Regions from separate parts of the Oryctolagus cuniculus genome. Here region 1 is linked to region 2. The links are chromatin contacts, called in public Hi-C maps. All regions are on one chromosome and are shown on one strand. Each heading gives the region's core, a stretch centred on a gene start, on an enhancer-like site or on the middle of the called end of the contact. The rest is flanking DNA. Distances are from core to core; before and after follow the strand shown.

What was found. A called contact is a pair of places that touch in the nucleus more often than the background predicts.
Region 1: a Hi-C map of psoas muscle shows a contact between it and region 2, with 1.6 times the contacts expected there. The contact joins the promoter of FOXN3 here to the enhancer-like site in region 2. A contact is called at or near these places in 2 of 6 Hi-C or Micro-C datasets (psoas muscle and an unstated tissue).

What each region holds. Positions count from the first base shown.
Region 1 is chr20:35,299,187-35,303,337 of mOryCun1.1, reverse strand. FOXN3 (forkhead box N3) reads left to right here and starts at 2,330. Exons shown (of 7, transcript XM_070065521.1): 1 at 2,330-2,604.
Region 2 is chr20:35,230,114-35,234,394 of mOryCun1.1, reverse strand. All of the region lies in intron 1 of FOXN3 (forkhead box N3), which reads left to right. LOC138847277 (a long non-coding RNA gene) reads right to left here. Exons shown (of 2, transcript XR_011385010.1): 2 at 229-4,281. Among named protein-coding and RNA genes, the nearest start is that of FOXN3, 69 kb to the left of the region's middle. Within about 2 kb of position 2,969, at least 1 of the 8 cell types and tissues checked has an H3K27ac peak or open chromatin away from gene starts, as enhancers often do.

The DNA.
Region 1 (4,151 bases), core at 1,081-3,580, 70 kb before region 2:
AGGACAGTTTCTTTTGACCACCACCTCTTCTGCTGTGGCCTAGCTTTGAGGAACTGCTGACACCAGCCTTTGTTTTCAGCATCTCATCACCTCTTACTGGTGCTAAGATTACTTTGCGCTAAGCGTTTGCAACATTTGAAGGCTATATGGCTGGTGTGACTACAAAGTAATCAGACCAGTTTTCAACAAAGGGATCAAATGAATTCATCAAGTAAGTTTGGCATTAATCCTTCCAGGAAGGCTGTGCACATCTTCCAGTGACCTTCCCATGCCTCCTGTATGAAATGCACAAGAAAAGGAATGAATCATTTTTTCAAAATAAAATTTTTTTTTTCGGTTAAATGTTCCCCAGCCCCTCACCTGGTTGGCATCTAGGTGGCTTGGGACACATCATCAGGGGAGTGATGTCTCCTTTTGGCAGAGGGGAACAGGAAGTAGACTACTACCAACAGAACCGACTGGTGGCTTGCCCCTGGGTGCAGGAGGGTCGAGAAGTGACTTCCTGGAGGCCCATGGGAACTCTGGTGTCGCCAGGTCTGGACAAGCAGGCCTTATATCTCACCTCATAAACGAAATACCTCAAGTTTCCAGGGTGTGTGAAGCCTTTCAGTACTGGCAATTGGATAACCAAGATCCACGTGCAAAAACCTCATTCCTCCACTGTGGAGTGGAGTCAGTTTTTAGCCTCTGAATGTGAGCAAAGAGGTGCATGAGTGGCAGGGGCATTGCTCAGCCCCAGAGTTTGAAGTTTTCTGTCTGCCAGGGTGCCCTGGGCACCTCCAGTACGGAAATCCGACGAGCCTGGGTCTCAGTGGCTCCGGTTCCCACTTAGCAGAAGCTAGACTTCCTTCGCTTGGTCTCCTGTTTCCATGCTGGTGAATCGCTACTCTGATCAGGTAAGAAATGATGACTAAAGAAATCTGCCGGTGGCTTGGTTTTGGATACCTCATTTTTCTAAAGTCCTTACAAGCATACTTCAAAAGTTCATGGAAAAATAGAAATTAAAAAACAAGTTTATTTTGGTACAAAACATTTTTGAAGTCTCTGTATACAAATGGAGTCTGTTGTGAAAAGACTTTGCATGGGTTTTGGATTTTTTTTTTTTTTTTTTTTGCTCCAAAATGACCTCCTTTAATTTCAGTTTGCGTGAACTGTTTTGAAGTAGCCTTGAACAGAGAAGTAGCTGGGAGGCCTGGTGGTGTTCTGGAAAGCACTGGGCCTGTTGGAGGTACTGGCGACTGGGATTCCAGCAGGTCTGCTCTCCAGGTGTGTGATTTTGGGTAAGTCGCTCCACCTTTAGGGGCCTCTGCTTTCTCATTTGAAAATTGGGGGTCTCATTATCTCCTTACAGGGTTGAGGAACAGATCACGTGGCATGTATGAACAAGAACTTTGAAGATGAACAAGTGCAACGTATTATGACATAAGGCGGCAGCAAAGAGGCCTTTGATGGTTGAGTTATACTCAAAATCTTCCATGATATTGATTTAGCTATAATTGGAGGGGGGGGGGAATTACTTTTCAAAGGGATTTTTTTTTTCCTATTCCAAAAATAGAATCCAGAAAGCACTTCCTCCCATTTGATTTTTCTTTCTGGTGTCAACCACAGCACCATGGTAGTGAGCGGTTTTACCAAATTGTGACCTTCAAACTTGGTGATATCGAAGGAAGTCCCCAGGCTGGAAGCCTTTCAAACAGGCTTTTCAAACACAAGCACTTTTATTTTGAGTTAAGGGCTAACAGAATTGTCCTCTTAAACGAGCCAGTGAGCGCTGGCAAGATTAAAAGTTGCTTTCCAGGTGGGCTGCAGTCAATGAATGAGCCCAGAGGTTGCTAAAAGCCCTTTGGGGGGCAAGAAGGAATCTGATATGATTTCCTGTAACAAACACTCCGACCCCTGCTGTGAAAGAGAAACCTAGACCAGCGCAGCCCTCTTAATCCTGGGTGAGCTGATTTGTGCATGCATCTAGGATCATAATTTACTTTCAGCTTACGGAATTTGTGCGTTTTTGCATTTGTTTTAATTTGTAATTAAGTTTCCTCTGTGCGGCACGCCATATGCCACCATTAATTCTTTCTCGTTGATTTCTTGGGAGATACATGACTGCATATTTTGATGCAATTTTTGAGGTCTTTTGAAAATCAAATGACTACGTGGTTAGCCATATGGGGCTTTGTTATTTAAAATAGCGTATTACAAAAAGTACGAGAGAGCAAAATGCAAAAAAGGACCTGTTAGCAGGGGGAAATACTGGGGAAAAGTGTTTAAAAGGTTGTTTTTAAAACACACACACACACACACACACACACCAGCCTCTTTCGCGGTGCATTTTTGAAATCTCCGGGTCGATCCCGCACGTCTCTCAGCCTCGGTGAACGCACCAGCGCGCCGGGCCCACCTCCCAATGCCGGTTCCTGCCCGCGCTGTATTTACGCCGGGGCTGCGGATACGAACATCTGCCTTCGGAGTTCGCTGGCAGCCGGCGTCTTCCTCCCCACGCCTCCTGCCCGGCCTCGGACGCTCGGCCCCGGGCAGGTCGGCGCACAGCCGGGGCCGCCGTGCTCCGTGTTGCCGGGGATCCTCGGCGCCCGCGAGCTGCCTGCGGTACGTGAGGGCTGCAGACCGGGCCGCGGGCGGGCGGGCGGGCGCGCGGCGCGCACTAGGACCCAGCGGGGCTCCGGGCCCGGGTGGGAGCCGCGCCGCCGACCCCGGGCGGGCGCCGGGCGCTGGAGCCGGGGTTCCGGCCGCGATCGGCTGCAGCTCGGCCGGGAGACGGCGCGACCCGGCGGCGGGGCCACCCGCGAGTCCAGCGCCGCCGCGGCCCCCCGATGCGGCCGCGAGAAGCAGCGGGGGGGCAGGCGATCGCAGGTAACGAAAACGGGGCTCGCTTCCTGCCGCCCAGCCTCCTGCTCCGGTTTAGCATTGTCATGCGGAGCCGGGGCGGCCGCGTTTGGGGGCCCCCTTCGGTGTTGGGGGGAAGGCGCCCGCCCTCGTGTTCCCACCTGGTTCCGGATTGATTTATAGCGTGGCCGCCCCGGTGGGAGAGACCGGGGATGCCAACTTGCTTATTTTCATTACTTTTCTCTCCGAAGTTAGTTCATTACCAAAAAAAAAAAAAGTTTCTCAGAAATGTGTGAATAGTCGTTTTCTTAAAAAAAATTTTTTTTGAGATTGCAGACAAATGGGTATTTATAAAAATGAGCAAATAGCGGGTGTCGTTCTGCGCCTGACTTGTGGGGAAACCCACTTTCTTGGGCTCCCTGACGTGACTTTTGTTTGCAAGCAACCAACATGCTGGATGTGAGTTTGGCTCGCCCGGAGTTTCGCTCGGCATTGCTGGTCGCAACTGTTTTGCTCTCCATTATAAACACTGGCAGATCTGCAGGCGGTCGGAGCCTCTTCCAGTCCTGCCCCTGGCTATCCTGATATGACACACGGAGACCAGGATTTCCGTGGAAAGCGCTGAGAATATTTCTGTTTTTTTTTTTTTTTTTTTGGGGGGGGGGGGAGGGAGAAAAACCTGTTTTGAGGATTTAAGCCGTGGTGACTGGCTGGGGAGACCGGAGAGGCGATTTTTCCTGCTCTGTGAATACTCCCGGGATGACATTTGGGAAAGAGAGAGGCAGCTTTTCATTGTGGGGCTGCTAATTGATTTAATGTATTAGTTTCAGCTGGCTGGGCGCGGGGAGCCCCCGTCAGCGGCCGAGCCTCAGGTGACACATTTGCCAGCAAACGTGAGAGAGAGGAGAGCCGGGCCGGGAAGCCCTGGTCGGCTGGGAGCCCCCAGGTGGAGCTGCCGAGGCTGGGTGCGAGCGGCTCAGTGAGGAAGGAGGGCACCGTTTTCCTTAGCCGGGAAGACGTCCTATTCTTTTCCTTTTGTTCCCCGGTTTTTCATTGATCGCCAGCTCTGCCTTGGAGAGGGCTGGCAGCTGAGAGGGTAGGGAGCCCTGAGGACTGCCGGCACCAAGGGCTGGAGCCCACTTAACTCTCGCACGGATTGGCCAGCCAGACTGAGACTTAGGAAAACAGCCAGCGAGAGCCTGCTTGGCCGTAATTCCAGTTCGGCCCCCCGGTGCGGGGATTCCTGCGAGATGGAGCCTTGAACCCCGGGTGCCGTTGGCTGGAGGTACCTTTTGCGTTTTATGTTTTGG
Region 2 (4,281 bases), core at 1,720-4,219:
AGAGTGCCTCTGGTCCTGTTTTGCCTCCGTCTGGCTTTGCCCCATCACTCACAGCTCTGGCTCCCCTGCCTGATGGTACCCCCACCCCGGGTGGCAGGCAAGTACAGCTCTTCCTCCTCACTTTGCCTGATCAGCTGATCCCTTTCTGTCCCATTGCCCTTCTCTGGTAGAGCAGAGACCAGAAGCCCAGGGACGGGTCTGAGAGTGCTCAGGAGACAGTGTCCCATTGATTGTGGACCCAAGGGCTTTCCAGCTCAGTATCCAAACAATGGCAGGTCCCTGCGACTTCTGACTTCTCCTCTGTCCTCATAGGAGTTGCTGCACTCATTCATGCTCTGCCCCCATGCTGTTCAACGTTGGAAGGCCTGGCCATGGGTCCCAGATCTCTTGAGGGGGACAAATGGTTGGTCCCTCCCTTGCTCCCCTCCACCCCGGGACCCTGCCCAGCCAGTAGTGCATCAGTGAAGGGCAGACAGTCTGATCCTGGTCTGTGGACATTGACTCAAATGAGAAAATAGGAACACATGAAACTGTATCACTTACTTGTGATACAGTGAAAACCAGCCCCAACTACATAGACAGTGTAAATTCACCATTAGAACAAAAGACTATTTCCCTTCTAATATGTTCTACAACCTCAGAAGGCATTTTTAAAATTTTGTTTATTTGAGAGGCAGAGAGAAAGAGAGTGCTCCCTGCTGGTTTACTCCCCAGAGGCTCACTATGGCCAAGTCCAGGCCAAGGCCAAAGCTGGGAACTAGGAACTCAATCTGCATCTCCCATGTGCGTGGCAGGGACCAGGGACTTGAGCCATCAGGGTCTGCATTAGCAGGAAGCTGGAATAGGAGCTGGAACTGGGAATCGAGCCCTGGCACTCCGACATGGGATGCGGGATGCATTTTGATGTAGAAACAAAACACACACATCATTTGACTAGAAAGTAAACTACATGATTTCTAGTCTTGACTACAAACTGACAATGGAGTCTTTAGTTAAACCTGCTAGCCAACTAAACCTTGGCTTTCTTGGCAGTAAAATAAGTAATATTTTATACCTCCTTACTAGGTTATTACGATTATTGAAGTAAATAACATGAAACTATAGAGCACTATATACAAGAACAGTTTGGATGTTATATGTTAGATTCCCTTAATGCAGAAAAGAGAATGGTAGAAAGTCATGTAAGGTATGAGCGTGCAGCTGACAGAAAAGGAAATATAAATGACTCTTAAACACATGAAAAGTTACTTTCCCAGACTACTAATGTGAGAAATAGAAACAGACTTTCGGAGGTCAGGTTTACCTGTCAGCACGGTGAGGCTCAAAATAGTTGGTAATGCTTTGTGTTGACTGAGGTGACAAGTAGAGACTCTGCAGAGTACGGATGAAAGTGTGAATTGATACGGTCTGTATGAAAAGCAAATCGACAATGTTAATTGAAATAGAAAATGCATTTACCTTTGGCCAGTCGATTCCATTCCCTCACGCTACACAATCTGCACGTATACAACGAGGCAGCTCCGGGTATGCTCCCCAAGATAGGTTAAGTGAAGAATCCAGGTATGGGACACTCACACACAAATATTTTGTTAACACAGAGAAGAATGCTAGTATTCACAGAGATTGTATCTGAAAGGACGTGCCAGATTTAGAGAACTGGTGTAAGATTTTTTTCTTTCTGCTTCCTTCCTTATTTTTATTTATTTATTTTTTGACAGTACTTGCCTCTCTGCTTATTTTTGCTTCTAAGATGTAGAACCAGGTGGCTACAACAGAGGTGGGAGGCTTGCTTACTTTTTACTGCATATATTTTTGAACTTTCTTCATTTCAAACCAGTGCTTCCGGCACTGTGAAGCAGTGGGTTAAGTCTCTGCCTGTGGAGCCGGCATCCCATGTGGGTGCTGGTTTGAGTTCCGGCTGCTCTATTTCTGATCCAGCTCCCTGCCAATGTACCTGGGAATGCATTGGAGGATGGCCCAGGTGCTTGGGCCCCTGCACCCACAAGGGAAACCTGGAAGACACTGCTGGCTCCTGGCTTCAGATTGGTCCAGTTCCAGCCATTACAGCCATTTGGGGAGTGAACCAGCAGATGAGGACCTCTCTCTATAGCTCTGCCTCTCGAATAAATAAATAAAATAAATCATAAAATAAAAATGAAACGTAACAAGAATAAAAAAAGCAAAATGGACAACAAAAAAAATATGGACAAAGGCCCAAATCTCCTTCCTTCCATAAAAATAAAATTAAAGTCACTTAAGGGCAGTTATTCAGTCTTTATTGTTTCTTTTTTTCCACCCTCTGACTTGCTTGGTTTTAACATGCTTTTCATTGATTTGTTAGAATAAATTCCTTAAACTCTCTGGGCTCTGAAAAGCTACCTGGAGTGGACACCTTATGACTATGCAAAGTGATTGCATTTTCCCTGTTCTAATGAGCCAAAGAGCCAGGCCCGTGTTTTTTCCATGGATCTTGCGATCTGGATTTCTGAACTCTGAGCAACCCTGGGAGAACCGGAAGTGTCAACCCTAACCCAGACATCCGTGTTCCCTGGCTTCCCAGGGAGCCCCCTGCTGGCTGGGGCTTGACCTTGAGGTGGCTAGGGCTGTCCAGGGGCCACGCACCTAACTGGGGAATTGAATGTTTTGATGAATGACTCAGGTTCTACCTTCCTGCTTGACTATAAATAAAAGTTAGTGCTTGGCGACTTCACCTCCCGAGCTTTGTATCTCAACTGACTTCTCTTTTTTTCACTTTCCTATTATCCAGCAAGGGGCTCTTTCGTTAGGTTTGTCTTTTAACTGCATCACCCTACAAGCCCCTCTTCCTGGTTTTTCCTTACCAGATGGTCCCCTCTGTGTCATCATGAGGACGTGTGTGGCCTCTGTGCTCTGGAGCCCACGTGCAGCCCCTAGAGCAGCCATGATTGCTGGGACGTTTTCAAAGGAAGGGGCCCTCTGTGAACCTGTGCCAAGTGGGGTGTTTGGAAGAGCCCCTGCATAGCCCACATGGGGACACCCCCCAGGCCCCAGCAAATAACTTGCTTTATTGTGTATAGGGACAGTTTGGGGTTAAGGGCTAACTTAACCAAGGGTCATGTTTCCCATGCTATTGTGAGCTAAAACCCCTCGCTGGCTTGAATGGGGTTCAGCTTGTTTCTCTGTTTATTCACACCTATAAGGTGGAGATAAGACCAGTGATTGTGGTGGGTCTGGGACCTGCAGGCCTGTATTTGCTGGTAGAGACTTGAGTTTAGCTAATATCTTCACAGAACCTTCCAGCAGACAGCCTCATTTAAACAAACAAACTGTTATATCCTTCACAAAACAACTGCATACGCAACTCTTGAGTGATTTTTCAGATGCTCTTTACAATGATTGGCCCAAGGCCTATCCTGACATCATGTACCACAGAAGCAAGTGCACGCCCTTCTTTGAAGAAGGAGGATAAATCTCAAGGCAACAGATTTCCTTCTGTTTTCTTTCAAGTGTTTGGCTTCCATTCTGTGATTGATTTTATGGAGATCATCAAATCATAATAATGACAGCCTATAATATTCTTACTTTTTCTTAGGTGACTTTTACTAAGTCCCCAGAGTCTGTGGGGTCCCACCTTTCTTAGCGTATTCCGTAAGAACTTTCACCATGGCATGAAATTAAGACAAAAACAAACCAAACAGCTCTGGAAGAGGGAGTTCTGATGTCCAGGATGGAGTCATAGGTACAGCCCTGAAAAAGAGTACCCCAAGATGGACAGAGAGCTGACAGACAGGGCAGAGAAAGTGTTAGGGGTGAAGTCAGCAGGTCTTTGTTCTACAAGCATATCAGGAGTACCTGCTGAATATTCCGCAGTGTGCGGGCTGGGGACACGATATGCAGAGACAGAGTGGTCAGCCAGCTGGACGGGACCCACCGTGGGAATAAACACTAGTGCCAAAGCCCTGAAGATCTCCTCTTTCCCCTGCCCCGTCACACACGTGCCTCGTGGGAAATGGCACTAGCACATGGACTTCCACTTGAGGAACAACACTGGAGGAGGCTGATTGTGGTGCCCTTTGTGGGGTGGGGGAACATGAGGTGGGTTACAGAGATACAGCAGTGTTGGTAGGACAGATGTTGATAGGTTGGACAGGTGTTGGTAAGACAAGTGTTGGTAGGAAGGATTGATGTTGGTAGGACAGGTGTTGGTAAGATAGGTTTCCTGGTAGGAAAGACAGGTGCCAGTAGGCAAGGCAAGCGTTGGTAGGACAGGTGTTGGTAGGACAGGTTGGAGCAGGGTTGGGT